Linked DNA regions of Triticum aestivum: region 2 is linked to region 1. Evidence: chromatin contacts called from public Hi-C data. All regions are on one chromosome and are shown on one strand. Each heading gives the region's core, a stretch centred on a gene start, on an enhancer-like site or on the middle of the called end of the contact. The rest is flanking DNA. Distances are from core to core; before and after follow the strand shown.

Region 1 (4,826 bases), core at 1,616-4,115:
GTTCGTCATCGCTGGTAGAAAAACTCTTGCTCGGAGGTAGTGGCATGTCAAGGAAACACAGCAGCAGGTTTCGGGCTTTGATGAGAGATGGTGCCATACTGCCATCGACAACTCCACCACGCAACTCAGGCTCAAAGTGTCTGGTGCGCCGCAACCATACCACCCTGGTAGTGTATCAGTATAGACAGCCCGACAGGTTTGGTTTGAAACCCATACCAAACCTGGTAAATGGAGCAGCTGTGTTGTTTGGTTCAGGCTACCTCAGCGGGTTTTGGAACCTGTGAAAAGCCCCTACAAGCTTTGGCGGTTAGCCCCTTATAAACCATCTTTGTCGTGGACATGCTCATCTTAAAACCTAGTGAAGATGGCATTTCTCCTTGCTGGATTTATGAACATCCCATCTTTGATGTCAACACTCCAACTGTTTAGTTTATCTGAAGATACATACCACTACATGTCAAAATATCCGCAACTCTTTAAGGATGCTGAATTGTCGTACCACATGAAATTTGAAGATGCCACTTAACCAAGAGTCTGACAAATAAGTGTGTGAGCAAGATTTGATCATTTGAGTATGTACGTTTACTCTCACATGTCATTGCTTTCAGCTTTGCCTTGGATGATATAGACTGCACTGGTACATTGAGAAGAGAAGAGCAGATTAAGCAATCCTGCATTAATCATGAGGGTAATAGGTACATAACATGCAATGACTATAATATGGTTATTTCTCATAATTTAGGATATCGGCCAGCTGAAAGTAATATACTAACACCCATACTCCAGCAATGGACGAAAATATCAAAGACATTTAGCAGATTTAGACTAACCGAACATATATTAGATTTCAAATATGAAGGCAACATACACGCAAGCACCTGAATTGGGATCAGAGCTCAGCAAGGAGCAGGGGATTCAGGTTTGGTGCATTGTTTTTGTAGCATATTCATTACATCATGGGGCAAAATGGCATCGCCTTTTGATATTTCTTTATCAAAACCAGGCAAGCTCTGCAATAACTCTTGCCCTTCAATGCTTGCCCCAAGAGAAGTGACAATAGTTGAAATAATTTTAGGATCAAGTGCTACACCCTTGGCTGTCATTTCACGAGTTAACTCAAGAACCTTCTCGGTGTCGCCTTCAGCTCCATAACCTTGGATCAGTGAATCAAATACAGCAACGTCAGGCACAAAGCCACTTGCTTTCATCTGTTTAAGCACCCGCTCCGCCGCTGCCAGGTCTCCAGATTTTGCAAACATGTTGATTGGGATAGAATATGTCACAGCATCAGGAATCAGTCCCTCATCAATCATATCTTTAAGAAACTCTTCTGCAATTTTCTTCTCCCCTGATTTGAAAGCACCATGGACCATAGTGCTATATGCAGCAGCATCTAATTTGCAGTTCATATACATTTCATTGAACAAATCCCTAGCCTGCCCCATCATGCCTTGATCACACATAGCTTTAAGCAAAGGAATATAGTGAACTGGCTCAGGCTCCATCCCTTGACGTCTCATTTCAGACAAGAGGCTTTCCGCACGTTCAACTTGCCGCATTTTACAGAAGCCATTTATCAATATGCTATAGGTGAACGAATCAGGCTGCAGTCCAGAACTAGCCATCTCATCCTTCAGCTTCATGGCCTTCTTTACCTTGTGGACTCTAAGGAGTCCACCAATTAGCAGGTTAAATGTCACCAAGTTACACCTGCATCCATTCTCAGCCATCATGGCACGGACCTCAAACGCTTGCCGCATCCAACCAATCTTACAAAGTCCATGTATAACCGAGTTGAATGTCATCAAGTCAGGCCTAACTTTAGTTTCACCTTGCATCATCTCCTCTAGCAACGCCATCACCTCATCCATCTCAAGCACACTAGATAGCCCTGTGATGAGTGTGTTATATGTCACAACATCTGGTTGCACGCCCTTCTCCAGCATATTCATCCGCAAATCGAGCGCCTCCCTCACAGACCCTTCCTTGCACATGGAATTGATCAGCACATTGTAGGTCACCACGTTTGGCTCCAACCCCCGCTCCGCCATCATTTCCATCACCCGCGCTGCCTTTGTTACCTTCCCGTGTCTACACAGGCTATCGATCAAACTAGTGTACATCACAACATCGGGCTCAATACCCTTGTCAGACATTTCTTCGAACACCTTGCCTACGCTTTCCCACCTCCCGGTCTTGCAGTACCCATGGAGTAAAGAACTGTACACAACCACGTTGGGCTCGATACCACTCTCGCACATCTCATTCAGCAGCTCCACGGCCTTGTCAACGTCCGCGGCGTCGCACAGCCCACGGATGAGCGTGCCGTAGGTGACCACGTCGGGGCGGACGCCGCAGTCCTGCATGGACCGAAGCAGCCCGACGGCCTGGCCCGCGCGACGGTCGGCGCAGAGCGCGCGCATGAGGGTGGTGTAGGAGATGGCGTTGGGGCGGCAGGCGAGGCGGGGCTCGTGCGACATGACGCGGAGGAGGAAGAGCGCGGCGTCGAGGCAGCCCTGGCGGCAGAGCGCGGCGAGGACGGTGTTGTAGGAGACGGCGTCGCGGACGGAGGGGAGCGCCGAGAGGAGGGCGGGGGACTCCGGGAGAGGCAGCAGGCGGAGGTGGCGGTTGAGGCGCGCCGCGGCCTCGGCGCGGCCCCGGCGGAGGAGGACGGCGAGGTAGGGCGCGGCGCGCCTCGGGGGCGTCCGGGACGAGGCGGACGCGACGGAGGCCGCGACAGCGACGAGGGCGCGGAGGACGCCGGTGCCCGCGTGCTTCCTCGTCATGGCGGACTGTTGGCGCGGCGGCGGCGGCGGCGCGGGTCGGCAAAAGAGCTGGTTGCGCGCGTGGGTTGTGACTTGTGACCTGTGACATGTTTGTCGGGAGGGCCATGGCCGTATGTTGGCAGTTGGCTCGGCCTCGGTTGACAATGGTGGGCTAGCGGCCTTGCGTGAAGATGGCCTTCCGGGGCGTGGAGCATGCTGGGCCTATTCAAGTCCTACTCTTCTTTGGTTTTTTTTGCGGGTGCTTCTTTGGGTCTTTTCACACAGTACAAACTGAAACGCTCGTATATACGCATATACACTTAAAAATTTCATGTGCACGTACACCCTATCTCTATGAGCACCTTCAAGAGACAGAGCCAGTGCATCATCTAAAATTATCGAAGTCACCACAGACGTCTTTGTAGCCGATGAGAATGTTTCCCCCCACTGCACAAACATCAACAAAAAAATTGGAATAAATCTACAAAAATGTGAGCACCAGTGTTAACTATAAGACTTGAATCCTTTAGTGGATTAGTTGCATCACAAAGAACCTCACCATTTGAGCTAGGCTCAGCAGTCCATGACCAAGGAGTGGTACCGACTGACCAATCTATGCTTTGAGCTTCAAATTTTTATTTCTTCTGAAAAACTCATTGAAGTTCAAATGCATGTAATCCCTTGCCAATTTATTTTCCTCCAGCAGTTCAATTGTGCGCAAGAGAAATATAACGCCTATTGCGAGACCAATGGAACCCTCGCCCATGTCGCTCGTCGGGTGGGTCGGCCCAACAATGGTTTTGGCAAACCTCTAGGTCGAGTGGGGACTAGTTTGGGGAACATTTTGTGCATTGTTTCACAAAATGCTAAGGGTCACTCATGGCAATCATTCAGGCTCCCATCGCCCACACTACACTAGGAAGATGGACCGGCCCATCAAAGATCAAATGAAGCGAGCACACGATCGGTTTTAGGAACCTGAACTGTTTTTTTTTGTTCCCTGGTTTTTTGGGTTTCTTTCTGTTTTTCCTTCTTTTCTTCTGACTTTCTAATTCATAATTTCGAAAAATGTTTGCAATATCATAAATTGTTACCTTTTCAAATATGTTCTGGTTTTCCAAAAAAATGTCCATGTTTTTTTAAAATGTCCAATGCCTTCAAAATTTGTGCGAACTTTAGTACATGGTTTGTTTCAAACAACCAGTCCAGGATTTCAAAATTGTTTACATTTATCTAAAAATGTTCGGGTTTTCCAAACAGTGTTATGAATTTCCCAATTTCAAAAAATTGGTCATCAAAATAAGAAACTGTTATTATTTTAAATAAATTATTCTTGAACATTTTTATCAAATCTACAAATCTTTATTGGATCCACAAACATTTTTCAAATTCCTGAACGTTCTCTTAATTCGTCAACATTATTTGAATTCATGAACATTTTTTATGAACAAATTTTCAAATCCTCGAACGATCTTTGGAGTCTCGAACATTTTTTCAAACTAGGTTTTTACTGTGTTTTTTACGTAGTTTGTTATTTTCTATTTATCTTTAATTGGCCTTCTCATTTTTAGTTTTGAAATTCACAAAAATGTCAAAACATCTTAATTTTAGTGTATGAACTTTTTCTTCCCAGCCATGAACATCTTTTAAAAATTTGTGTTCATGAACATTTTTCTAAATGGTATAAAGATCTTTTTTATGATTTTTTTTGTAAACATGATCATATTTATAAATTTCATGAACATTTTTTAACTATCAAGACCATTTTTTTATCACGTGAATTTTTTATGATGCCATTAACAAAATTTAAGTTCTACAGATATTTTTTGAAAAAAAATAAGTAAAGTAAATTTGTTGGAATACAAAACGTGTCAGGAAAGAGAAATTAAAAAGGAAAAAAAATGCAAGCTAGCTACTGCACTTAGTTATAATCACAAGGAGAGGCGAGCACCTGACGCTCCCTCAACCATGCGCCATATATGTCTAAAAAAGATATAATTAAAATCAAGGCGATACAAAAAGGGCGAGTTCCACTCTCCACTCTCTATGCATTTTTTTTAT
Region 2 (5,133 bases), core at 507-3,006, 220 kb after region 1:
GGAAATTTCACTGCTAAAGTTTCAGATTTTGGTGCTTCAAGAACAGTTCCTATTGACCAAACTCATGTTACCACAAATGTACAAGGAACATTCGGATACTTGGATCCAGAATATTATCAAACTGGGCAACTAAATGAGAAAGGCGATGTGTATAGTTTTGGTGTGGTACTCATAGAGTTACTTACAAGAAAAGAGCCTGTTTTTAGAAGTAATTCAGGTTCAAAGCAAAACTTGTCCATCTACTTCATTACAGAGATTAAAACAAAGTCAGTAAGAGAGGTGGTAGCCACTCAAGTTCTTGAAGAAGCAAGCGAGGATGAAATTTGTATCATTGCCTCTCTTGCGGAGACGTGTTTGCGTCTCAAGGGAGAAGAAAGGCCTACTATGAAGCAAGTGGAGAGTACATTACAATATTTGCGAACAAAAAGGTTGGCCTCATGTCATGTTGTTCAAAGGAGCGAAGAAGAAATCCAACCACTTGTCTCTAGTTTTCAACCTTTCGCCATTCATATGGATGATAAATCTCATTCAGAAGCATCTAGTTCTTTCTTCAGTTCAGGGTGAGACATTTTTTCTTTTCTTTTTGACAATGTCCGGGGTGAGAGCTTATGTCATTTGCTTATCTGGTTCCCAAGTATTTGAAGTTGTTAGTTTACATTTCATTTTTATCTTTGCGACTAAATAGTTGTCATAATATTTCTTAGTAGCGGGTTTGCAGAACAATTCATTACTATACGAAGACGGGAGTAGAATAATGCCTTATTCGGCCAAACACATGTACTGCGGTCAAGAGTGTTAGATTTTCTGTGGCTGTTTATCAGCATATTTCTTCTTGCAAGAACTGAGATAAATTCTGCTTCTCAGAGTATATTTCATGCAAGAGTTATGCCAACATTTTGCCATTTTTGTCTTGCTGGTGTTTGTTGTAACAATTGAACTAAAATAACCCACAGTGGTCATTTTTTCAAACATGCTGTACCGTCAATTCCACGGATGCCCCCTTACGTCCATCCAAACAGATCCCAGAACTATTGAACTGTTCATTTTTGCTACCACTGTAGAAAAAGGTTTGCTTAAGCACAATCCAAAATCTTAGCAACTTCCATTCTCTGAATACGGAAGACTGATAAATGGCAGGAAATACAAAGCACATGTAATTGTGATCTGTGCACCGGCAACCCATAGGTGTATGGCAGGATGCTGCTTCGCATGGGTAAAACAAGGCGGAGAACAGAAACTCTGCTTCATCGACAAGGTTCCAGTGCATCTTAAATGTCTTTTCATTTTTATGGAATGCCATCCGGCAAGCTTTATTGATTAGATATAAAATAGTTATATCGTTGAAGAACATAGCAAAAATGAAGCTAGGGGGTTCAAGTCCCAGATATGAGAATTTTGCAACCCCAAAGGCAATACAGATCACATAATCAAACAGCAAATAACAAGCAGGGTACAACATAGACAGATAGTAAATCGATCTTTCGAAATCTCCACAGTTCACTTGTTCAACAGATTAAACATGATTCAAGTCACAATGCCAGGTAATTGCACTTAAGAAGATCTGTCAAGCGCTCTGTTACCATTAACAGACACATTTCCCTATTTGCTCCAAGTATAATATGGTCTCATTGCTAAACAAAAGGCGATCAGTTCTCATACTTCGGGTCTGCCATCACAAAGTGGTACGCGATGACCAACACAAAGATGAAGATCCCCAGGAAGTTGGTGAAGAAACCCAAGTCTTGATCGTCAAACATCTGCAGAAAACATTGGCAAACAAAGGATAGTTAAGATGTGAAAACAGGCAATCGATGATGATAGTCAAATGTACTGGTTGCCACTTATCAGAAGTATATGACATGGAAACAAAGGCTAAAGCACAACATACAAACAGAGGTATGAACGAGCTGTGCGTGTGGTGTCAGAAAGGAAGGCAAGAAGCAGCACTAAGCTACTATAGGATTATGGGATAGGCTGTCAATACAAAACACAGCAAGTCAAACATGTGGTAAAGCCCTGCTTAACCATCATATGGTCCTGATAATTCCAAACAAAGATCTCTGAGCTCAGGGGCATGTTCCTACAAATCTAATTTGATGACAGATTGGGATGTCACCAAGTCAGCATCACTCTGACTCCACTTTCTCCAAAAAGATACGTAGAAATAGCAAATAAACTGGGGTTAAGTGCAATCCACTTTTATCATGATATGCATTGATTAAGGAACCTTGCATGTACAAAATACAAATTAGGCCATCCATGTACCCGAGATGGGAAGGGTGTCCTCTGCCTACTGTAGTTCAGGGATGAGTCGTGGGAGATGGGAGACTAGCTAGATAAACTTTTAGTGGTGTAGCATGATCAGAAAGAATGACCATACTTTAAGCTATGAAGAGCATACTGCTACTGATGTATAGAGCTAGATTACATAAGATGGTGCGACTGAACCTGCACTACTAATATCTATAGAAAGTTTCAAATGAAAGCAAGACAGAAAGATAGAAGATAACAGAAACAAAATTTCGATAACCAGATCCAGTGCAACACATGAATGGAGGTGTGAAATTTAGTTAACTGCTGTACAAGAGCACTCTCTCTGCAGTGTAATAGAACATGCAAGAAACGTGCAATGATAGCTATACAGAGAAACACACATAACACGATCTTCCTGGTGCACCAATTCATTGGTCTTCATATCTTCATTGCCCTTCCCAAGTTTCTACTGCCAAGAGAACTCTTCTTGTATGCAAGAGTTTGCGAACCCACCAACTCAGCCTCGCCTCTACCTTAGGTTTGATGTTTTAAGGGGGGGAAATCATATCATCTATTATCAACATGTACAAATTCAGCTCCTTAGCTGTTCACTCAATATAGCTTAATCTGCTCGGTGGGTTGCATAATCTTCTTACGGCTAAAACTGGAGAATTACTTAAAAAAATCATCCTAAAAGGATATCAGGCTACTGCATCTGGCGCCTGAACCTGACCAAGCGGATTACGTTCACTCACCTATGGCATGGCACACCCACCGGGTGATCCCCCAAAGAGCACCACAGCAATTACCCTAAACCTACGAACAAAATCCAACAAAAGGGACAGAGTGGACTGAGCCCGGACCATTTCCTGCCGGAATTCCGGAATCAAATCGAACGAGATCTCACGAGATGCAAAGCTGATCCGGCCACGAGATCGTGGCCAAGCAGCCGCGCAACTCAGTCACCCCCTTGTGACTCCACGTAGACAACTACGGATCCCGCCCCAAATCGAACGGATCTGCCGTAAACCACGACGAGGAAGACAGAAGAAGCCGCGGCGGGACGGGCAGGAACTCTTCGCGCGAGCAAAAATTCCCTATGCGATCTGAGAGAAGAGAGCAGGTGAGACGGAGGGAGAGGGCCGCACCTTGCCGGCCGCCGCGCGGATCTGTAGGGAGACTGGGCGCGCTCGCGGTCACGCTCGCCGTCGTCGCCGCGTCGTTGGACCTGGCTGCCGAGTGCACTGCGCTGAAACTGCCGAGTTGCGGCGAGGAAGAGCAGAAGAAGACGTGGGCCGGGGGTTACAGGTCCTGTGACGACTCCGCGATTACTGGGCTGGCTGGGCTCATCTGGGCTTAAGGCAGCGTGTGTTTGAGGCCCACGTACTTTGGGGAGTGATGTCAACGCTCCAGTGCTGTGAGAACACCCCGTCAAAAAAAAACTGTTCGGTGAGAACAAGTCGCGCATTCTCGGCTCCAGTGGCCAGCCAAGATCAAGTCGTCGGTGATTGTTCGTTCGTTACTCCAAGGATATACAGTCGTTACTCGTTTGGATTCGTGTTCATATGATCTTCCTTTTCTTGAAACATGCTGAGTGGCAATGTTGAGCACATGGTAGCTTTGTTCGTCCGTAATGTTTGTCCCATAATTACATGCTGATGAGTGGCAAAATTGAGCATGGTAGCTTTGTACGTCTGTAATGTTTGTCAACATAAAAAGAATGAAGCTTCAGACAAGATTGCCACTGTCCTAAAATCCTCATTTCGGGTTCTCATCCGGCATCACCAGTAGAAATACTCCCTCTCTTCCTATATACTTATAAGCCTTTTTAGAGATTTCAATATGGACTACATACAGAGCAAAATGAGTGAATCTACACTCTAAAATATGTCTATGTACATCCATATGTAGTCTGTATTTGAAATCTCTAAAAAGGCTTATATTTAGAAATGGAGTATAAAGCAGCCAATGATCCGATGCATTCCATCATATGATTCATCTTCCGTGCTATTTCCGAAGCGAGACAGTTTCAGTTTGTAATTACCAGATGAACAAGAAATTTATTCACTTCTCAGAATACAAACAACCATCATGTATTTTCTGCATATTGCAGAAGGAAAAATTTAACACTAAAAGAAAGTTAAGCTACAGGAGCAGAGTGATGTTGGGATCCCCACTATAGAGTTACAATACATGTCACTCTGTCCAAAGCTTCAAGTCTGTCCAAGATAATTGCACAAGGAACAGGTGGGAAGAGCATTCAGAAGAATTGTACAAGCAATGTCCTCATAGGCGAGCTACATACGAGTTGGCCTGTGTCACATATCTCACCCACCTGTATGGATTGTACGTTTTGGATTTCTTCGCTATCTGAAGATATCTGACCTGCAGCGGGGAAGGGAATAGTTCAGTCGTGTGTGGGTGGTGTTGGTGTTCAGGAAGCATAAAAGCTATACATCGATCTACTAGTCAAACACATCGAATAATAGAACAGCTAAGAAAAAAATCTTAAATCATGTTAGTGTTGGCACAGAGATGGCAGCAGATGGTCTTACCTGTAACTTTGAAGCATTGTACATAGGTATAGTGAAGTTCATGTTTACTGGTCCGGCTTCCTTTGTGAGGTTTCCTGTGTTCATAAAGATGTGTGTCACAAAAACATAGTATAATAGTCACTCAGAGCATAGACAGGCCATGCTAGAAGTCAAGAGCATACCATGTGTCTCCTGGGAAAATGTGAGCTTTGCACGAAGGGTATGCTCGGAACCACCAACAATCTGCCAAAAGTTAAACTTGTTCAGCAAAGTACAGCAGACTGGCTAACAAATTCAGGCTTGCATTGCATGTAATCATCTTCAAATAGGGCGTGCATATAATAGA

What was found. A called contact is a pair of places that touch in the nucleus more often than the background predicts.
Region 2: a contact with region 1 is called in a Hi-C map of leaf, with 2.8 times the contacts expected there. The contact joins the promoter of LOC123187921 here to the promoter of LOC123187918 in region 1. A contact is called at or near these places in 2 of 5 Hi-C or Micro-C datasets (both in leaf).

The regions. Positions count from the first base shown.
Region 1 is chr2A:121,801,824-121,806,649 of IWGSC CS RefSeq v2.1, forward strand. LOC123187918 (pentatricopeptide repeat-containing protein At4g28010) reads right to left here and starts at 2,866. Exons shown (of 2, transcript XM_044599913.1): 1 at 879-2,866; 2 at 1-629. The coding sequence starts at 2,786. The coding sequence ends at 897.
Region 2 is chr2A:122,027,822-122,032,954 of IWGSC CS RefSeq v2.1, forward strand. It overlaps LOC123187921 (dolichyl-diphosphooligosaccharide--protein glycosyltransferase subunit 4C), which reads right to left and starts at 1,757. Exons shown (of 1, transcript XM_044599916.1): 1 at 1,465-1,757. The coding sequence starts at 1,757. The coding sequence ends at 1,647. It overlaps LOC123187920 (AP-4 complex subunit mu), which reads right to left. Exons shown (of 13, transcript XM_044599915.1): 11 at 4,970-5,030; 12 at 4,809-4,882; 13 at 4,294-4,638. The coding sequence ends at 4,540. It also overlaps the pseudogene LOC123191580.